Linked DNA regions of Callithrix jacchus: region 2 is linked to region 1. The links are chromatin contacts, called in public Hi-C maps. All regions are on one chromosome and are shown on one strand. Each heading gives the region's core, a stretch centred on a gene start, on an enhancer-like site or on the middle of the called end of the contact. The rest is flanking DNA. Distances are from core to core; before and after follow the strand shown. Region 1 has its middle 11 kb from the start of NAXD. Region 2 has its middle 58 kb from the start of ARHGEF7.

Evidence for each region. Hi-C and Micro-C count contacts between places; a contact is called where the count stands out from the background.
Region 2: a contact with region 1 is called in a Hi-C map of skeletal muscle, with 8 times the contacts expected there. The contact joins two enhancer-like sites. A contact is called at or near these places in 2 of 3 Hi-C or Micro-C datasets (both in skeletal muscle).

The regions. Positions count from the first base shown.
Region 1 is chr1:26,177,271-26,179,970 of calJac240_pri, reverse strand. No RefSeq gene overlaps it. Among named protein-coding and RNA genes, the nearest start is that of NAXD, 11 kb to the left of the region's middle. Within about 2 kb of position 1,295, at least 1 of the 16 cell types and tissues checked has an H3K27ac peak or open chromatin away from gene starts, as enhancers often do. A contact at or near this core is called in skeletal muscle, where this site is marked.
Region 2 is chr1:26,614,498-26,617,197 of calJac240_pri, reverse strand. No RefSeq gene overlaps it. Among named protein-coding and RNA genes, the nearest start is that of ARHGEF7, 58 kb to the left of the region's middle. Within about 2 kb of position 1,262, at least 1 of the 16 cell types and tissues checked has an H3K27ac peak or open chromatin away from gene starts, as enhancers often do. A contact at or near this core is called in skeletal muscle, where this site is marked.

The DNA of each region.
Region 1 (2,700 bases), core at 46-2,545:
AGAGCTGTAAACCAGATCTGCCCCACCTGGTTCTCAGGGCCTGGCGGGGAAGGCACCTGGATCCTGCTCAATTTGTTTTGGTGAAACTTATATATTTTTTGAGCACATTTTCTTGTACGAAATAGCCTTTCGGTCTATTTAGTGCAGTTTGATTTTTTTTTTTTAATTTAGAGAGGGTCTTGCTATGTTGACTGGGTTGGTCTTAAACTTTTGGCCTCAAGCAATCCTCCCACCTCCGCTTCCCAAAGTGCTAGGACTACAGGGAGGCGCCGCTGTACTCAGCCTGGTTTGTTTTTTGTTTTTTTTTTTTGAGACGAAGTTTCGCTCTTTTTACCCAGGCTGGAGTGCAATGGCGTAATCTCGGCTCACTGCAACCTCTGCCTCCTGGGTTCAGGCAATTCTCCTGCCCCAGCCTCCTGAGTAGCTGGGATTACAGGCACGCGCCACCATGCCCAGCTAATTTTTTGTATTTTTAGTAGAGACGGGGTTTCACCATGTTGAGCAGAATGGCCTCGATCTCTTGACCTCGTGATCCACCCGCCTCGGCCTCCCAAAGTGCTGGGATTACAGGCTTGAGCCACCACGCCCAGCCTCAGCCCGGTTTTTAAAGATGATTGTTTTATTATTGTGGTAAAATATACATAACATAAATGTTAGCATTTTAGTCATTTTTAAGTATATAGTTCAGTGGCAGGAAGTGCATTCACACTGTCACCACCAGCGGCTTCTAGAACTTTTTCATGATTTTAATCAGAAACTCTGTGCCCTGACTCCCTGGTTCTTCCCCTCCCAGCCCCTGGAGCCCGCCATTTCACTCTGTCTCTAGGACCGTGACCGTCATTTTTCAGAATTAAGGGGAATCACTGAAAAAAGAAACCAAACACTGAGTAAGCTCGAAGGGACTGGAATTAACACTGACAAATAATTGCATTCTTATTAATTTGATTACCTTGGTGGGAGGTGCTGCTTTTCCTCCCAATGGAAACCAGGAGATGGGGTCTTTGTTGTGACACTTTACCCACTATTTTCAGCTTTACGATGAAGCGGAATATGGTTAAGGGAAACAGCCAGAGGGAAAAATGAAATTTATTTCCAGGATCAGGCACAGTTTATCTGTCAGACTTAAGAAAAAGCCAGTCCGGCTCGGGTAGACTTAGTTCCCCTGGGGGCTCTTTTGAAAGGCAGAAGCACAAAGGTACATGTCGTTAGCCATAAAAATTAAATCATTGATTTCGGAAGTGGTTACGGTGATTCAGCATCTTTTTCAAAAGCACAAACGATCAACGAAAATGTCGATGCAGTTACTGATCTGCTTGGCCGTGGCTCGGACACTTCTCTGCTCAGCCTTCTCTCTCAGCTGTTCTTTGCAGCTGGCAGCATCCACGGGGGTGGCGAGGGAGACGCAGGCAGGGCCCTGGAGGAGCACGGAGCTGCCCCTGCGATTTCCTTTCCAGCGCGGCTCCGCCTGTCAGTGTGGTGCGGCCGGGGAGCAAGCTCGTTCTCAGCATCTCAGATGACCAGAGCCCTTCCCAGTTCCTCACACGTGCGTGTGGTGCTGTCGGGGTATTATATTTTCTCCTACATCGAACTCACATTTGGATGGAGACACGTATTTCTCCGTCTGTTTTTCTCCCATCCATTCTCCCTGCATTCACCAGAACGAGCCACACTGAGCCAGAGGATCTGAGAGCGTGGAGTTCACCTTTCTGATCCCCGTGCGGTTCAGGAAGTCAGACTAAGAGGGAGTGAAACACGCTTCTGCGTGATGTATCAACCTCACTGCATGAAGCCACAGGCTCTTCTTCAGAGCTCCGCGCTCAGAGAATTTAGAAGGCCCACATTTTCAATAAAAACCACTAATGGAATCACAAACCAAAGGAAAAAGCTCCAGGTTGAGTTTGGATTTAAAGTTCTGGTTTTCAGCTTTAAGAATTGAAGAGAGTCCACTTTGGGAGGCCGAGGCGGGTGGATCACAAGGTCAAGACATCAAGACCATCCCGGTCAACATGGTGAAACCCCGTCTCTAGTAAAAATACAAAAAATTAGCTGGGCACGATGGCGCGTGCCTGTAATCCCAGCTGCTCCGGAGGCTGAGGCAGGAGAATGGCCTGAACCCAGGAGGCGGAGGTTGTGGTGAGCCGAGATCGCGCCATTGCACTCCAGCCTGGGTAACAAGAGCGAAACTCCGTCTCAAAAAAAAAAAAAAAAAAAAAAAAAACCACTAATGGAATCACAACCCAAAGGAAAAAGCGCCAGGTTGAGTTTGGATTTAAAGTTCTGGTTCTTCAGCTTTAAGAATTGAAGAGATTCACTTGAACTTTTTGGTTCACCAAGTTTTTTTTTCTTTTAATCATCAAAAAGTGAACTATTTGGATTAAATAAACTGTAATGCTTCTCTCAGCTCTAGACACATATGTTTGGTATAGTAATTTATTTGCTTATATTTAACCTTTATTTAGTTGTAGCTTTTTTTTTGAGATGGGGTCTTGATTTGTCACCCAGGCTAGACTGCAGTGGCGTGAACATGGCTCACTGCAACCTCCACCTCCCAGGCCCAACTGATCTTCCCGCCTCAGCCTTCCGAGTGTCTCATGCCTGTAATCCTAGCACCACAGGCCCCAGTCATCATGCCCGGCTAATTTTTGTTCTTTTAGTAGAGACTGGGTTTCACCATGTTGCTCAGGCTGTTCTCAAACTCCA
Region 2 (2,700 bases), core at 13-2,512, 440 kb before region 1:
TTACTGATTGTAAAAATCCATACACCGTTCTGTTTTCTGATGACGAGAGAGAACTGCAGGACTCCTCTTTGCTGAGGCTGACTCTCCTTCCGGCCTGTTGACCGGGGTTTCCCTGACTGTGCAAAGCATGAAGCACAAATCCCGGTCCTAACAAACACAGAAAGCCAAAGACTTTTCAGAAACTCATATTTTAAAGAACAAAGTAGAGAAGAGTAAACAAAAAGCTTACATTCATCATGCCAGCCTGGGGACGTGGCCCAGCTCTGCCCTCACTGCCCATGGTTTCCTCCCTCTGTGCCTTGTGCTTCCTTTTTCAATTCTCGTTTTTCTTTTCTTATTTCTTGTGCAAACTGAGTGCCTTAAAAATTAGTAATATTGTGTCACATTTTATGTGATCTGAGGCAATCCACCACTGTCTGGTCTTCATTTTATTGTAATCCAGGAGTCAGCCAGATAAGTTCTGAATTCAACTGTGGAATCATCTAGGGGCAGCTTGGATCATATTTCATATTTAATATGAAACGAAGTTCCATAAACACAGGCGATTGGACAAGTGAAGAGATTCAGTGGTTTCCATTTTATGGACCAAGAAGGAAATGGCAAATCACCTGTTACATTCACCACCTTTCAGTGTAAAGTTTCTGCTGACTCTTAAAGCAGTGAGATGAAGTGAAAGGTGGCTGAGCCCTGCGCCGTCACAAGGGGAGGTTAAGAGGGGTGAGTCAGTGTCATGTGGCCTTCGTTCTAAACATACAGGGTGACATCAAAACAGAGAGACCCGTAAATAGAGAAAACGGAAGCACCGATAAAGTCATGTCTCTGACTCTTCTCCCAGCACATACTTGAGGGAGAATGGGCGCCAAGTGTTCCAAGGTGACCTAACTTAACAGGGGCTGTTCGGAGAACTCTAAAACGTGAATGGTAGTGGAATGTGCCAGAGACGTGAGAGCGAGAGCAGCTGTGACGGGACAACTGTCCCACCGGAGCCGAGGCTGCAGAGGCCCAGCAGGTGGCCCTGTTGCACGTGGTCCCGTTGAGCAAGAAGCGGTCGGCAGGGGGCGGGACAGGCCAGAACCATGCCCGGTGGTCAGACCCACACCACCAGCTGCAAACACAAAGCCAGCAAGCAGACCCCTGCTGCTCACACCGCGTTCGATCCCATCATTACCCTTTCGATTCCTCTTCTATTCCACAGTGCCTTTGAGAGCCTAGTTTGTGCACGACGTTATGCTGGGAACAGCCAGGAGTAAGAGGGGGTTCTGCCGGCTGCTGAGTGTGTGTTTCACTTATGCTCCTAGACTTGGGGAAGAAGCCAGAGGATGGGGACCCACGGGGCCCACTGAGACATAGACCTAAGCTAAGATTCCACTGACCACCTGACCTCCGTAAGCCTCTACTCTGATTGGGGGCCACAGACATTTTGGGTCTCCTCGAATCAGAGTCATTTCAGAACCAGAGTCCAGTAGTCCTGGAAAGTTCTGATTATTTCCTTTCTCGTGCACAGTGACGTGGGTGCTGTCCCTTTTGGGGAGTCTGGGAGAAAGAGTAACCGTATAAACCCTGGGCAGCGGAGCGGGGTCTATCAGCCGCTGAGTCAGAATTGATTTCGGGGCAGCAACACTCTGCTTTTAGGATTCAGATTAGGCTTTCATTCACTTGGTTTGGAACTCCACCGTTTATGTAGATCAAGAAGGAATTGAGTAGGCTTCCCTCTGTTTCCCTTCTACAAATGCCACTATCACCAGCCAAGGCCACGAGGCCCTGGGAGCCACCCTCTACCGGCTGCTGCTTGGCCTCTGCTGTGCCTGCGGGCGCCACCCCGCCCCGATACCTGGTTCTGATGTCTCTCGCTGCCTTTAGCTTTCCGGGGCTGGCCGTGGCTCTGGCTGTGCGGCCTGGTCTGGGGTGGCCGTGGCTCTGGCTGTGCGGCCTGGTCTGGGGTGGCCGTGGCTCTGGCTGTGCGGCCTGGCCTGTGGAGAGGAGCTCTGCAAGGTGCAGATCCCCTCCCGGGTTTGCTGTCACGGTCAGGCAGGGTCTCTGGATGCTCCAGGATGAGCAGGTCTTGCGTGGCAGTCTTCTCTGCTGGTCCACACTCCCCCTGCCGCTGTGAGCTGCAGCTTCTTCCACAGCATCCCAAAGCAGGCCACACCTTACTTCATTCCAGACAGGGCACCCCTAGGCCCATGTTTTAGCCAAGCAAGCCCCACAGCTCTTTCGGCCTTAACCTAGAACATAGAGTCCGCAAGTCCTGCGCAGTGAGCACACAGCCATGGGTTCAGCCTGGCTGAGCTTCACCCACCGTCGCTCCACACCCTCAATGTCCACCCTCACATGGATTCCCCGCTCCTGTTTTGCAAATGGGAAGAGCCACATGGTCCCTTTGGCATACCCCTCCTCGCGGGCCCTGCTGCGCTGGCCTGGGTGCAGTGTAGACACAGGGAGTACTGGGGGGCCCAGGAGCGTGACAGAGCCCATGTCTGTTCACAGAGGGGCCCCCCTGCAGAAGACCCAGCCCGTGCCCCCGCCTCTCCAGGACCTGCACTCAGGCCCCTATCCAAGTGCCAGGATTCTATCAACGTGCATCATGTTATCCAGTGTTCAGGGCCACACGCAGCAGACCCACGTTATTCCCGGAGTGCAGAGGGGTTCCTGACTCAGCTCAGAGAGAGGCGGAGGAGCATCCTGAGGAGGAGTCTGAGC